Linked DNA regions of Hordeum vulgare: region 1 is linked to region 2. The links are chromatin contacts, called in public Hi-C maps. All regions are on one chromosome and are shown on one strand. The core of a region is the stretch at or near the end of the contact, and the rest is flanking DNA. Distances in the headings are between cores, read along the strand shown.

Region 1 (6,989 bases), core at 64-2,563, 780 kb after region 2:
GTGCTAAGTCGGTCGCAGTTTGAGAGATTTTGATCATGCATTGCAACTTGATCGGGTGTTACCGCGATGGAACAGAGAACCCATGGCATCATTTCATTCATGAGAATCACGCGATAAGTATGATTAGGAGATGATGAAGGTTATGTTAAGTGCGCTTTCCAGTCGACAGAAAGCGAGAGAGACATGCGCCGCGCGCAGGAAAGAACACACACACGGTACTCGACCACCACCAAGGAAGTGCTCTGAACATTTCTTCATGCCTGATACATTTATCAGAGAAGGGGTCGAAAGAGAAACAAACACGCGAAAGAATCCCGAGGAGAAAGCGAAGCTAGAAGAGAATACAACAAAACGAATGTGCCTACCACTAGAGAACGAGAGAGACATAGAGAGGCATTACAGCACGGTTTAAATCACCAGAATGCCATCATTATCACCAACACACTAACCGCTCAACCAACATGAGAAAGAACGTGGCAAACTAGAGAGGAGGAAGCAGGGGCTAACTAATCGATCCCACGAGGAAAAGGGGGTGAAATTTACAACGAATACACGAATCATGCACCAAGCTTGGGTCATGCCAGCGAGGAGGAGCTGCCGGAGGCTGAGACGCTGGCCAGGACCTCGGCTAGAGCGGTCATGGCGCGCACCTGCATCTCCAGCGCCTTGATGTAGTCGGAGGCCTCGCTCAGGAGAGCCGGGAACGGCAGTTTGTGGCAGCCAGGCACCAGCCGCCCGAGCACCTTGGCCTTCTTCGCCAGAGCAGGTGCCTTACCCGGCTGGGGCTGTGCGGCGGCAGTGACGGAGGGGTGGCGCGCAGGCGGTGTGGCTGGGGCGCGGAGGCGCGCGCGGTGGGCGGCCTGGAGGCGGCGGCGGCGGGATGCAAGTATGGCGCGGCTCCAGCGCGAGCGCCCGCGGGCCGCCACCGCCAGCGCGCGGTCGGCCGCCTCCCGCACGGCCCGGCCACGCGCCGGCGCCGTCGTCGATGACCCACCTCGGACAAGGCGGAGCGCCTCGAAGAGCTTGGAGGAGTAGATCTCGTGCTCGCGCCGCGTCCGCCACTTGGAAGGCTGCGCCTCCGTCCCCGGCCCGGCGGACGCCGTGGACTCTCCCCCGGCTGCTGCCCTCTTCCGCTTCCGCTCATTCTCGTCCACCGCCGTCGAGCTCGACGTGGATGCCATTGCAATCGCCAGGGAAGAGCAGGATTAGGCAGCCTGTGATCTGATTGTTTCTCCGCTGAGTTGGGTCTGCGCTTGCCTTTGAGTTGGAGGAGAGCCAGGGGAGGCAGAGGTGGGAAGAGATGGGGGAGGTTGGGGAATGAATATAAAGGGGGCGGTATTGGCAAATGACAGCAGTGATGCCGCCCCCATTAGTCATGTGACTCTTTTGGATTTTTGGCTTCTGTTTTTTTTTCTCTCTCTCTCCTTTGTGCTGCCGTGTTGGTTGAGTGTATGGTAATGAATTTTCTGTGCTTTTGGTATATCCATTTTGCATGTGTGACACTCGGTGTAAGCAAGCAGCTAATTATGAGGTCCACTGGGTTTGGACTTTGTGGCTCGGTGTCCACCAACTGGATCAGGTCAGGGAGCCGGAGGCTTCTTGCTCTCCTTCCTTCCGTGCTCATGGCCGCGAAAAAGGCAAGGCGCTCTTGTTTTTAGGCCACGTTAGAGTTTCATTGAAATGTAAAATCATGTTTGAGCATATTTGTTGTGTTTACTTCATGATAACATCGACATAAGGGGCACGTGTGTGTGCCTTCGATAAGGAGCGCCCACAACGATGCGTCGCGTTTGTTCTCGCAGCAATAATAATTTTTTAATGGTCTCAAAATCTCGATGTAATTTTTATTACATTTGGGATATCTTGTATTTCTGAAGAACTTTTGTAATAGAGTTTATTCTTTAAAAAATATGGACATATGAATGAATGTGAATTTTATATACGAATTTAACAACTTAGGCGTAGTATGATCCAAGGTCCTTGTGAAATAATATTCTTAGTAGAATTCTTCAGATTTAATACTACAATTCAAAGAGTAGTACTACTCCGAAGAACATAGAATTCTTTGGAGCAGTAATTTTTTTTGGCACATAACGATCGACGGAAAATTAATGCTCTCTCATTGACTTGCCTTGGGCGAGACACACACACAGCAAATCTGGGGTCGTTGAACCTCTGCGGGTAGTGCAAATTGCCTGCGTACGTTTGGTGTAGAATGCATTTTAAAAAGAAATGAAAAATAGCAAACCAAAATATACGCCAGTAAACGGCGGCGAGATGGCATGGTGCTTTCTGATCGAGAGGGGGTGCAGAGATCTGCTCTTCTTCTTTTGTCTTGTGGTCCTCCTCACACTGTAGATCACCTTGGCAAATGGCACTGCGTGCCGTAGTTACTGTGCCATAAGACCAGGACAATCAGTGAATAATCAATACGCGGTATATAGGGACTGGATTGCTTTTCTTTTTTTCAAGCTATTAGTGTGTGCTGTTTTTCGAAACAATATCATCAGATGTTCCATGTGAGATCTCTAACTGGAACGAGGATAATCACATTACGTCAGCGCTGATTTCTTTTTTACTTTTTTTGCGAGAAGCGTGCTGTATTTTTGACCGTCATATTATGCAAATCTAGTAGTTCTATATGTAAAAAATAGGTACTTCTGCGACATATACATATATGCACACCATACGACTCTATGATCATATGATCTCATTCTCTGGATTTTTGGAACAACTCTTTATTTGAATTAGACGACAGCCTTCAAATGTGCTCAGGAAGTGTTGTCTTGATATAAACATAGTGAAAACATCCATTGGTTTACCATATGATGTATCTAGGGTTTAGGCATGGCTCCCGCGACATGGGCGAAACCCTGCCGCCACCGCCGCCGACGCCCAAGGATGGAAGCTTATCGGAGCAATGAGAGGTGTCCCTCCATCGTACGTATCTGAGGTCTACGCCGTCTAAGAGTCCTACCCCTACCCGGCCCCTCGGAGTCCGAGGACTGCACGAAGGGACTACCTAGGAAGTACCTACATATAGTAGTCATTGCAGTAACCCGATAAGCAGATCTCTACGCGCCGACCCTGATCCACCTGATCCTGACCCCGTTCAAGCTGCACCGATGTCGTCGCTACCGTCGCCTTCTAGCGGTGGTGGGGGTGATCAAGGGGGAACCGGTGAGGTTCCTGCCCGCCCGAAGCCAACGCGCGGTCGTGCCATGGTGACGTCTAGGGCTGCGAGAACACAAGGTCATGAGATGTGTCCGGAGGAGGAGGACAACAACTGGGATGCTCCAAGATATGGGGATGGCTTACCGGCATCCGCTGACACGCAGCTAGGCGGTGAAGTGGCCATGGATGATGTGGCCTTCGTCGCGGTGGATTTTGATGAGGACGATGAAGAAGTGGATGAAACGGAGAGGTGGAAGCTACTAGGCTTGTACCGAGCGCAGAAGTGTCCAAGTGCAAAGACTTTGTCTAACCACTTTGAGAAGATCTGGCAGCTACGTACTGGGGTGGAATTCCAACCTATGGAGAGCAATCACTTTGTGATCAAGCTCTTCTCGGAAGGAGACTTCAACTTTGTGGGAAGAGGGGGGCCATGGATTTACGATGGCAATGCTTTGCTGGTTGCTCCATTCGATGGCGATGCGAGACCATCTGAATCTGTCCTTCATTCTGTACCAGTGTGGGTGCGGGTGTTCGATGTTCCATGGAAGAGACAGGCTAAGGTTTACGGGAGGGCCATTGGTGGAACGCTGGGCGAAGTCATTGAGGTAGATGCACCTGATACAGGCCATGCCATGAATGAATTTCTCCGCATAAGAGTTAAGCTCCCCTATAACAGGCGATTGCAGAAGGAAGTGATTCTCGAATACAAAGCTCAAGGAGTTGTGAAGCGAAGCATCTTCCAACTAAAGTATGAACGTGTTCCACACTTCTGTTTCCATTGTGGGTTTATGGGGCATGACAAACTTGCTTGTGAGAAAAAGCTCCTGGGTCTCCCCTCCAAGGCCTACGATTCCATGCTCAGATGCTCACCGTACAAGAAGTTTGATCACAGGACGGCTTATACCCCCTCGCCTGGTCAGCCGCGTGCACGAAGGGGGATGAGCTTCTCTTTTGGTAGCACAGGTTCGGCGAATAACAAGGATCATATGAGATCGAGTGGAAGTAGTAAACCAAATGAGGACCCTGAGATTCCAAGGCGGGTAGATGCCCATGATAATTTTGAACTTGAGGAGGCACCGGGCTCGACAGCAGCCGACCAGACCCTCGCGAAGGAGGTGGATAAAATGAAGGTATGGCTGGAGAAGGAAAAACCTGAATGTAGTAAGGTCCAACAGATGGCTAAATTTTTTGAAGCAAAAGCTCCAGCTACCGGTAGCCCAGGCGTGAGCAAGCAGAGAAAGAAGAAAAGCGGAGTGCCAAAGAAGATGCCGGAGGGACAGAGACCGGGCAACCTGGTGATCCGGGATGCACCGCTTGGATCGGAAGACATGATTCCAGCTCTCCGCGGGTTAAGCTCCCTTGGCTCGTCCGAAAGTGCATCAGCGCCTATGGACTACCATGATTCAGTTCCGGGGAAACGCCAGGTGGATGGTATGCTTGGATTCGATCTTGTGGCAGATGCTACCAATGCTATGGTGCCCTTTGTTGTCGCATCGTCTGGAGGGGTGCAGAAGAAAGGGAAGGTGGACAACCAGTTAGCGCAGGAACAATGGATGCCTATAGATGATGGAAGGGTAGGAAACAACATTGTGTGTGAGGAGGTAAAGGAGGCAACCGGCCATGGGGCCATCGGCGAACTAACGGGGCCAAATGTGGCGCCCCGTCACGAGCAATGAATTGCCTAACTTGGAACTGTCGGGGTGTGGCCAACAAACCTACAGTTCGTGAATTAGCGGGCCTTGTGCAAAAGATCAAGGCCCGAATGGTGTTCCTATGTGAAACTAGACAGAATGCTACTAAGGTTCGTCGTCTATGTGGTAGACTAGGGCTGAGAGGTTTTGTCGGATCTGATAGTGTTGGCCTAAGTGGTGGTTTAGCCCTATTTTGGTGTGAGCAGCTATGTGTGGATGTGAAATAAGTTAATGAAAGATTTATTGATGTGTATATCCGCGTATCCCCGACTGACCCTGAATGGAGACTCACATGTGTTTATGGAGAGCCTCGTGTGGAAAATAGACACACCACGTGGGCAGCGATGCATAATCTGAAAGTCCAATCCGATCTTCCTTGGTGTGTGATGGGTGATTTCAATGAAGCTATGTGGTCCTTCGGACACATGTCTGTAACCCCACGAGGAGAACCACAAATGCTCGCTTTCAGAGATACCTTGGAGGTATGTGGCCTCCAAGACTTGGGGTTCTCGGGAATGCCCTTTACCTATGATAACAAGCGTGACGGAAGAAGGAATGTCAGGGTCCGTTTGGATAGGGTGGTTGCAGACAATGCTTGGAGATATTTATTTGCTGAGACGGCGGTCTCTCACCTTGTTAGTGCGTGTTCAGATCATCTACCAGTTGTCTTATGCTGTGAGAAGGAACCCGATAAACAACATCACCCTTCCCACAAGCAGTATGAGATTGCCTCGGAAAGGGAGCCGAGCCTACAGGAAACAGTTGGGTCTGTTTGGGCATAGGCCGGACGGATGGTGCATCTCGGCGACGTGAGGCAGGGTCTAAACCAGCTCATGTACAAACTACAACTCTGGAGTAAGGAGAAGTTTGGTCATGTGACCCAGGAGTCGGAAAAAAGTAGACCACGGCTTGAAGAACTCCTTAATATGAATACTGACAGGAACGAGATTAGAAGGGTAACCGATCATATGAATGAGCTCTTGTACCGCGAGGAACTTCTTTGGCTGCAGAGATCTAGGGTGGATTGTCTATGAGATGGCGATCAGAACACTAAATTCTTCCACCACAAGGGAGTGTGGCGCGCACGCAAAATCGAGTTAAAACCCTGGTGGATGCTCACGGAGTTACCCATAGTGAGCAGAAGGCGATGAGTGATCTAGTCAACTCATACTTCCAGGACCTTTTTAAAGAGAAAGATAACTTGGTTCGTGAGCCCTTGTTGAACCTGTTTGAGCCCAAAGTAATGCAGGCGATGAATGACTGTCTTTGCAAGGCGTTCTCTGATAAGGAAATAGCCGATAGTCTGTTCCAAATCGCCCCCCTGAAGGCCCCTGGTAAGGACGGTTTCCCTGCAAGATTCTTCCAGAAAAATTGGGCAGTTATGAAGAACGATATTACTTCTGCTGTCAAATCTTTCTTCCACTCAAGGGTGATGCCTCCAGGAGTTAATGAGACCATCATTGTGCTAATTCCCATGGTATCTAACCCTACACGCCTCACAGAATTCAAGCCAATAAGTCTTTGCAATGTGATATATAAGATCGTGGCAAAATGCCTAGTTAACAGGCTGCGCCCTATCCTGGATGAGATTATATCGCCAGCCCAGAGTGCTTTTGTTCCAGGTAGGCTGATTACAGACAATGCGCCGCTGGCCTTTGAGTGTTTACATTTTATGCACCAAGAGAAAAACCCCAAGAACAGTTTCTGTGCATATAAACTTGACCTATCTAAGGCCTATGACCGTGTGGATTGGAGCTTTCTAAGGCAAGCGATGGAAAAACTTGGTTTCTCTCAACAATGGGTACAATTGATTATGGCTTGTGTCATATCCGTGCGCTATTCTGTCAAATTTAATGGAGCTATCTTGGATTCATTTACACCCTTGCGTGGACTACGACAAGGTGATCCCCTATCCCCTTTCTTGTTCCTCTTTGTTGCTGGTGGCCTCTCTGCTCTCCTCCGACAAGGGGTGTTGTCCGATAATATTGAACCAGTTAAGGTGCGCCGACGAGCCCCAGGTGTTTCTCATTTGCTGTTCGCGGATGACACCCTCCTATTTTTCAAGGCCAACCATGAGCAAGCCACGCTTGTCAAAGGGGTTATCCATAGCTATGCACAAGCAAC
Region 2 (7,806 bases), core at 3,313-5,812:
TATTTTCAAAATGTTTTATCTTCTAAACTGTGCGTACAAATCTTGAACCGTTTTCACAATTGGCTTTCTCGTGTTGAGATCTTCAAAACTAGATCCCATGTTGATAGGTTTTGATGAACTTTTTTTCATGAAAAAAACCGGAAGAAAAAACCATGTCACACGCGATAGAAAAAAAAAGCAAAAAACACGTTTTTTTCTTTCCGAGAGGCACGGGTCATGCCTCTTGCGAAGGCAAAATCGTACCTCTCGCACAAGCAAAACCATGCCTCTCACGAAAAAAGAGAGAGCGGAAAACGTGTTTTTTCCACTTTTCGGAAGAGGCATGGGCGTGCCTCTCGCAAAGGCAAAATCGTGCCTTTTGCTGAAGCAAAACCGTCTCTTTCGCCCAAAAAAATAGAAAATACATTTTTTTCCCTTTCGGGAGAGGCACGGGCATGCCTCTCGCGAAGGCAAAGCTGTGCCTTTCGCGGAAGCAAAACCGTGCCTCTCGTAAAAAAACAGAAAACGCATTTTTTTCATTTTCGAAAGGCACGGACGTGTCTCTCGCGAAGGCAAAACCGTGCCTCTCGCAAAAAAACGAAAACGAGTTTTTCTCCCTTTCCGAGAGGCACGGTTGTGCCTCTCGTGAAGGCAAAACCGTGTCTTTCGCAAAAAAACAAGTAAACGAGTTTTTCTGCATAAAAAAAAAAAGAAAAGGCATTTTTTCATGAAAAAATAAAAAAATCATCCAAAAGTTACGAAAGACCGGTGCAAAACCATAAAATAAAAAAAACAGAAAAAACCCACTCAAAAAAGACGAAAATGCTTGAAAAAAACAAAAAAAAAACAAAATCTGAAGGAAACGCTAAAAGCGTGGCAAGTGGCGACGGCTGAAAACGCGCCAAGTGACGGCGTGCAGAGCGATCGCTGGATGGCTCCCAAAAAATCGCTCGCTAACTAGTTGCTCCCCTATCAACCACATGCAACAACTAAACAACTAAGCTTTTGCCTATCTCTAGAGATATTGGGCTACTTTTTTCAACTTCTCCCATAGGACGCAATTTTCCTAGCTTTTTGTCGTCCTCATCCGTTTGAGCCCCTTTAGTTGAAGACACCAAAATAATTGGGCGTGATTGCATAAATGATATAAACAACAAGCTAACTCACTTGGCTGCCTGTGAGTTTTTATTTTCCAGTTTCTTCTTTTTTACATTTTTCCTAAATGCATGAATATTTTTTCAAATTTGTGAACTTTTAATGTTTTAGAAATCTTTGTTTCAATTCATGATTTTTCAACATTACAATTTTTTCTAAATACTTGATTTTTTTCTTAAATTCGTGTAGTTTTTCATTCAAAATAAATACATTTTTAAAAATACAGAACATTTTTCAAAGTTGATGATTTTTTTTCATAGTAGAATAACCTTCTCAAATTTGTAAAAAACGGATGAACTCTTTCAAAATTCATGAGCATTTTTTCATATGCATGATTGTTTTCCAGAAATCTATGAATGATTTCCGAAATAGTGTTTTATAAACATTTTTTTGTTTTTTTGTAATTTTTTTAATATGCATTATTTTTTTATGATTATCAAGTTTTTTTTACTTTTTGAATAATCTCAGTTTTCCTTCTTTTTTCTACAAAAGTTTGTTGTTGGCCGGTCAACAAGTCAATCGTTGGTCGGTCGGGACTCCTAATTGTAGCATTTTGTGCTAGTTAACAAGCTGGCATGGCCGGCCCATGAGCACGCTCGCTCGTTTGAAAAAAAATGTCGCTACTGTTGAACAACTGCTCGTTCACTCACTCATTTTTTTTCCAGAAAATCCATAACAATGGTAAAAGTCCATTTTTGTGCAAATCCAAAAAAGGTCATGCATATGAAGGTTTTTTGAAAAAAAATCTTGAATTCCTAAAATTTCATGATCTTCTAAAAAAGAGGATTCCCAAAGAAGAACAAAAAGGTTCATCAACTTTAAAGAAGTACATTTTTTGAAGTTCAACAACTTGTGCAAAAAAAATATTTATTTTGGAGAGAGTTCACAATTTCTAATAATAGTTCATTGTTTTTGAAAACCAGTTCATTGTTTTTGAAAACCAATTCATCCTTTTTTTAAAGTACGCCAAATTTGGAAAAAGGTTCTTAACTTTGTTAGAAAGTTTGCACATTTGAAAAATAGTTCATTAATTAGGAAAGAAATTATGAACTTCAAAAAAAGGTAAAAGTGAAATCATATAATGTAACAAAAGAAATAGAAAAAAGAGGGATCCGGGAAAACCCAAATTAAAAAAATGGATGGAAAGCTTCCCAAGCCCAGGAAAAGGTCTTTCCCGATGCACCCTAGATTGGCCGGCTCGGGTAAGAGCCCCGTCGGTAGGTTCGCGACAAAGTAGTAAGAGCAACTCTAACAAACCTAGCATCCCGCCCCGATCCGGAAAATAACCATCCAAATGCGGGTCGGGGCGGAAAAACCTGCCCGATCAGACCCCGCATCCCGTCCGATCTGCAAATATTTTTGCGGGGTGCGACAAAATCTTGGCCCCAACCCGCGTATTCGCGGGTTTCACCCTCGCCGTTGCGGTGCCCTGCATATAAGCGGAAGCGGTTGGTGGGAGGGACATTTCAGCCCCCGTGGGGGCTGAAAAAGCATATTCCATGAATATGTTTTTTTACGGATCTGTTATGCAGGGTCTGTATCCGCGGCCGTGCGCGCCGGTCCGCAAAAACGTTTTTCCGTAAACTGCAAACACGTTTTGCAGGCCGAACGAATGCGAGGTGTGCTAGAGTTGCGCTAAGGGGACAATACTTATGTCCAAACTAGTCGGGGTTCCCACCGTTTCTTCTTCGTTTATTCCAGGTTTTTATTTTCTTATTTCTATTCTGTTTTTACATTATTTTTATTTGTTTCGTTGGTTTTATTTTTTCATTGCTTTATTTTTTTTATTTTTTTGTTTTCTTTGGTTTTTTATTTTCCTTCTATATTTTTTATATGTCATCATAATTTTTTAATATGCATTTATCATTTTTTGCAATACAGATTTAACATTTTTATGTATGGTTAACATATTTTCTTTACACATTTTAACATTGCTTGATTACCATTTTTTAAATACAAGATTAACATTTTTGAATGCATGGTCAATATTTTCTTATACTTTTTATATATAAATAAATGCTGGATTAACAGTTTTTGAGTAAAAAGTTTAATATTTTTTAATACATGGTCAATATTTTTTATACATATTTAACATTTTTCAAACAGTTACTTGACATTTTCCAAACACTGGTTCAACATGTTTTTTCAAAATATAACACTTTATATATATATTATCAAAAAAATCATCATTTTTCTGTTACATGGTCAACAAGTTTTCTATATATGTTCAACATTTTCCGAATACTTGTTCAATAATTTTCAAGTACTTGTTCAACGTTTTTAAAATATTGTTGTAGATATTTTTTTGTAATACCTATATTTTAGAACATATTTAGAATATCTTTAATTATATTTATAATATTTTCCTACGCACATGGGCCGGCTCCTCTTGCTCGCCTCTTCAGCGAGTGAGAAGTTAGACACGTTGAAAGCATGATACGGAGCGACCTTCGTTTTGTCTGAAAAAAGGGACGCCCTTCCTTTAAACCCCTGTAATTGAAGTCATCAAAGTAGTTGGGCCTTCATTTGCATTACCGATGTAGGCAACCAAATACGCCTTGTGCGGTACAAGTAGCCAGATTAGATTGAAGCGAAGTGCAAACTTCATTTCAACTTGCTGGAAATCGCTACGCGGGCACACATATTCAACGCATACAAGTGCTAGTAAAATTAACGGACACCCGAACACGTACACTCCGGATATCATAGTTGAATCAAAGAGCATAACAATAAATATTGTAGCTTAAAAGAAACTATAAATATTGTCCTCTCGAAAGTAAAGGAGAACTAAATAATAAGGATGATTCAAATAAATGAATGGTATTATAAATAAATAGTATGTATGTCCCTGTGGATCCATTCATGCATCGACAGAGCGTCCACAAATTTGCCATTGTTGGCACGCATATGGATCACACGAATCACTCGTCGGAGAGCTTGTCGATCAGCATCCTCATCACCTTCACCTGCACCTTCAAGTCCTCGATGTGGGTCGCCGCTTCCTGGAACAGCTCGCCGAGCCCGCACGGCTCGCGGCAGCAGGGCACCAGCCTCCTCAGCTCCCTCACCTGCTTCACCAGTGCCCTAGAAGCTTCAACGAAATGCCTCTCGCCCGCCTCCGGCACCGCCTTGCTCCTGCTACCCCCGTTCATCCTCTTCTCGGCCCAGCTCGACCCCTCCTCCGGTCGTACGGTGGCCTTGGTCGTCGGGAAAAGAGGCCGAAGAAGAGAAGACTAGTCTTCAACGGAGGCGAACTGCCCGCATATATAGCCGCAATCTTTGTTCTTTCTGCACCATGCTTTGATAGGGATGTATCGGGGAGAACATGCGCCTGCCGATACGCGCAGCAATCATGTGTGTGTTCATGCGCCGGTACTCCCCATATGCGAATGTCCCAGGCGTCGCCACGAACCGCCTACAGAAAGATACCGTTCCTGCGGTTGGCGAGACACGGCCGCTACGTCATCGAGTAAAACGCAGCGCGCCAAGTTGTCTATTGCGAGTCTCGCGCTCGCCGGCTGGCTTGACGGGGAGCTTAGCTTGCATGCGCTGTGTGGTCGGCAGATACTCGTATCGTATGCATGCATATGGTAGGCGCCATCCATTTTTTTTTATGTTTTGCGAAAAGGTAGGCGCCATCCATGTTGTACTCCCTCCGTTTCTAAATATAAGACATTGTAGAGATTGCATTATGAACTACATACGGGTGTATATATACATATTTTAAAATGTAGATTCACTCATTTTGTTTCGTATGTAGTCTATAGTGAAATCTTTACAAGGTCTTATATTTAGGAACGGAGGGAGTAGATAAACATATTGTATGCATATCGTTTTCTTTTTCAGAGAGAACGGAGATCAGTGAGTAGATAGAGCATGCGTGCATGGGTGTAGGCTTGTAGCTACAGTTAGCTCGCTTATTTTGTTTGTCGTTGCAACGAGCACATGCACCCACATGATGCCGCCCAACAAACTGAACACCAGCTATGCCTTCTCGGCGAATGAAAGCGTGCGTAGTGTCAACTAATCGCGTAGCTTCCATGCCCTTTTATCACTACAACACCCTGGATTATTCTCTCGACACGACTCCGCCTCCATTCCTTGCTTGCACCGGTCGAGCAATATATGTATTTTTGGTACGTTAGGAAAACTTTTCATAGGCTACTAATCACCGACGTTAATTAGGATAAGCAGACTCCTCCAGCTCGGAATGCATGCGCTGCGCTCCATTTTAGCCGGATAGCAGAGCAGGTTTCTCTTTGCACCGAGAGTACAGAGACCGGATCAGCTATCACGGGGTACATTGCTAACGATAGACGTAACTAAAATGATCAGCAGAACATAATCAAACATCGGGGAAGATATAAGGGGTGTCGTTCATACTTCATAGTTCATACCGATATAGCTTCAATGCACGATGCTCCTATTAACATAGCGTGCCATATTAGCTTGTGCAAGCTTTCTAATGTCTATGTAAAACACTTTAAAATGCATAAAAGTTATATAATACCTAGATTCTCACTACTAGGATAAGGATGTGGCGGCCGGGTTGGTGATCGTGCATCTCCTTGAAACGTGACGCATAGTTTAGTTTAGTCAGAGCTCAGTTATAGGAGGCAATTAACAAGCTATTGTAGCTTTCGCATCATGCCCCCACGTGCATCCATGACGGCAAGATACAAAAGTGAGCACTGGAGCGGCCCGCATGCATCATTCTCCAGCGCAAGCGGTTCGTTAAGTGTGGAGACGGGAGCATTAGGCCGGCCTAACAATTATTAGCTCGCTACAAATGCATTATTTGGGTGGACATAATCAGAATCCATAGGTCTTTAAGAAAATCGATGCTCTCAGAAGAGCCTTATTTTGGACTACCGAGGAAACCTGCTTATTGCTTGAAAGACTGTTTGTAAACCGAAAAAATATGATGGTTTCGGCACTAAAAACCTGCATGCATAAAATAACTTCATGCTTATGAAATTCGCAATAAAATCACTACTACCCTCTCCCACCCGTTGCCTGATTGTTTTAATTTACAACACCCTTTGTATCCCCCACTTCCTGTACCTCTATCCCGGGTGCATTGGAAGGCTTATTTTAAATAGCTAAAATTCACATTTAAGTTTCAGAAAAATTACGAAAAGAATTCTACATGATCATATGGATGTATATCACACATGTGTAAAGTATGGTGATGAAATAAGACATTCCAAAAGAATTTTTGGAATTTGAAAACAAGGTTACCAGAGTTGTGATTCTAAATCGGATCGGAGCCCTGATGGTAGGATCGCAAATCGTAGAATCTTTACTACAAGAATTGTAGAAACGTAGACTTTACTAGCTAGAATCATATGACTCGACATGGATCCTAATGTCGTAGAATCATACAACAGGATTGCGATCCTCACACCCTTGCTTGAAAATACCATTTTGGCACTATTCAAAATATAGAGCTGCCCGAAGCTAGTCCTCCAAAGATGACCTTTTGATACTATCGAGTCTTGCGAACACATCATAGTATCTCGTCGGGCAGAACCACCAAATTCCATCACTCCATACTATCTCCTTTGTTCTTACAAACAATGGCTCCTTCATCTATTTTTTAGCTCGATATTGGGTTAATCATACGACCATTTTGAATCATTATTTTTTACTTTAATTTATTTTATTTCAATGATATATTTCACATTGCAATGCAATTCTAATGCAATTTATCTCGTAACATGCGAATAATACAAAGAGAGGGGGATTACCGACAGCTGGAATTCCGGACTTAAAATAGAAACAAAAGAGAAGGAATTCTCCAAAGCTCAAAATGAAACGTGTATTTTTAGAGAATTATTTTAGAATATATGAAGAATATTAGAGCAAATAAGTACGAGAGAGGCACCAGTAGCCAGCAACATGGATAGGTGGTGCGACCTACCCCTATTCACGCCCCTTGTCCATGTGGGTCCATGGTGGCTCGCCTCCCGATGACCTTTGCCCATAAAATTCTAGTTACCCTAAAAATCACACGAAACTTTTAGGATTTTCTACCGCTGTGTGCAAGGCGGAGCTTGGGCGGGGCACTTTTGCTATTCGGTGGAGCGATTCTACAAGGGAAACTTTCCTCCGAGAGGGAGAAATCAAAGCCTTCATAATCAGCAACGCTCCATTCATTGTGGGGATCCTTATCTTCATCAACGCCATCTCATCTCCAAACACTAGTTCTTGTTTTGTGCTCAATCTTGGCATCAAACCTCTCTTGGGGAACGTCGCATGGGAAACAAAAAATTTCCTACGCGCACGAAGACCTATCATGGTGATGTCCATCTACGAGAGGGGATGAGTGATCTACGTACCCTTGTAGACCGTACAGCAGAAGCGTTAGAGAACGCGGTTGATGTAGTGGAACGTCCTCACGTCCCTCGATCCGCCCCGCGAACAATCCCGCGATCAGTCCCACGATCTAGTACCGAACGGACGGCACCTCCGCGTTCAGCACACGTACAGCTCGACGATGATCTCGGCCTTCTTGATCCAGCAAGAGAGACGGAGAGGTAGAAGAGTTCTCCGGCAGCGTGACGGCGCTCCGGAGGTTGGTGATGACCTTGTCTCAGCAGGGCTTCGCCCGAGCTCCGCAGAAACGCGATCTAGAGGAAAAACCGTGGAGGTATGTGGTCGGGCTGCCGT

Evidence for each region. Hi-C and Micro-C count contacts between places; a contact is called where the count stands out from the background.
Region 1: a Hi-C map of leaf shows a contact between it and region 2, with 3 times the contacts expected there. The contact joins the promoter of LOC123446549 here to the enhancer-like site in region 2. A contact is called at or near these places in 3 of 6 Hi-C or Micro-C datasets (leaf and seedling) and 1 of 1 datasets of contacts at active chromatin or transcription factors (embryo).

What each region holds. Positions count from the first base shown.
Region 1 is chr4H:422,960,959-422,967,947 of MorexV3_pseudomolecules_assembly, forward strand. It overlaps LOC123446549 (transcription factor bHLH148-like), which reads right to left and starts at 1,314. Exons shown (of 1, transcript XM_045123121.1): 1 at 229-1,314. The coding sequence starts at 1,181. The coding sequence ends at 576.
Region 2 is chr4H:422,174,114-422,181,919 of MorexV3_pseudomolecules_assembly, forward strand. No RefSeq gene overlaps it. Among protein-coding and RNA genes, the nearest start is that of LOC123448807, 260 kb to the left of the region's middle. Within about 2 kb of position 4,563, at least 2 of the 3 cell types and tissues checked have open chromatin away from gene starts, as enhancers often do. A contact at or near this core is called in leaf, where this site is marked.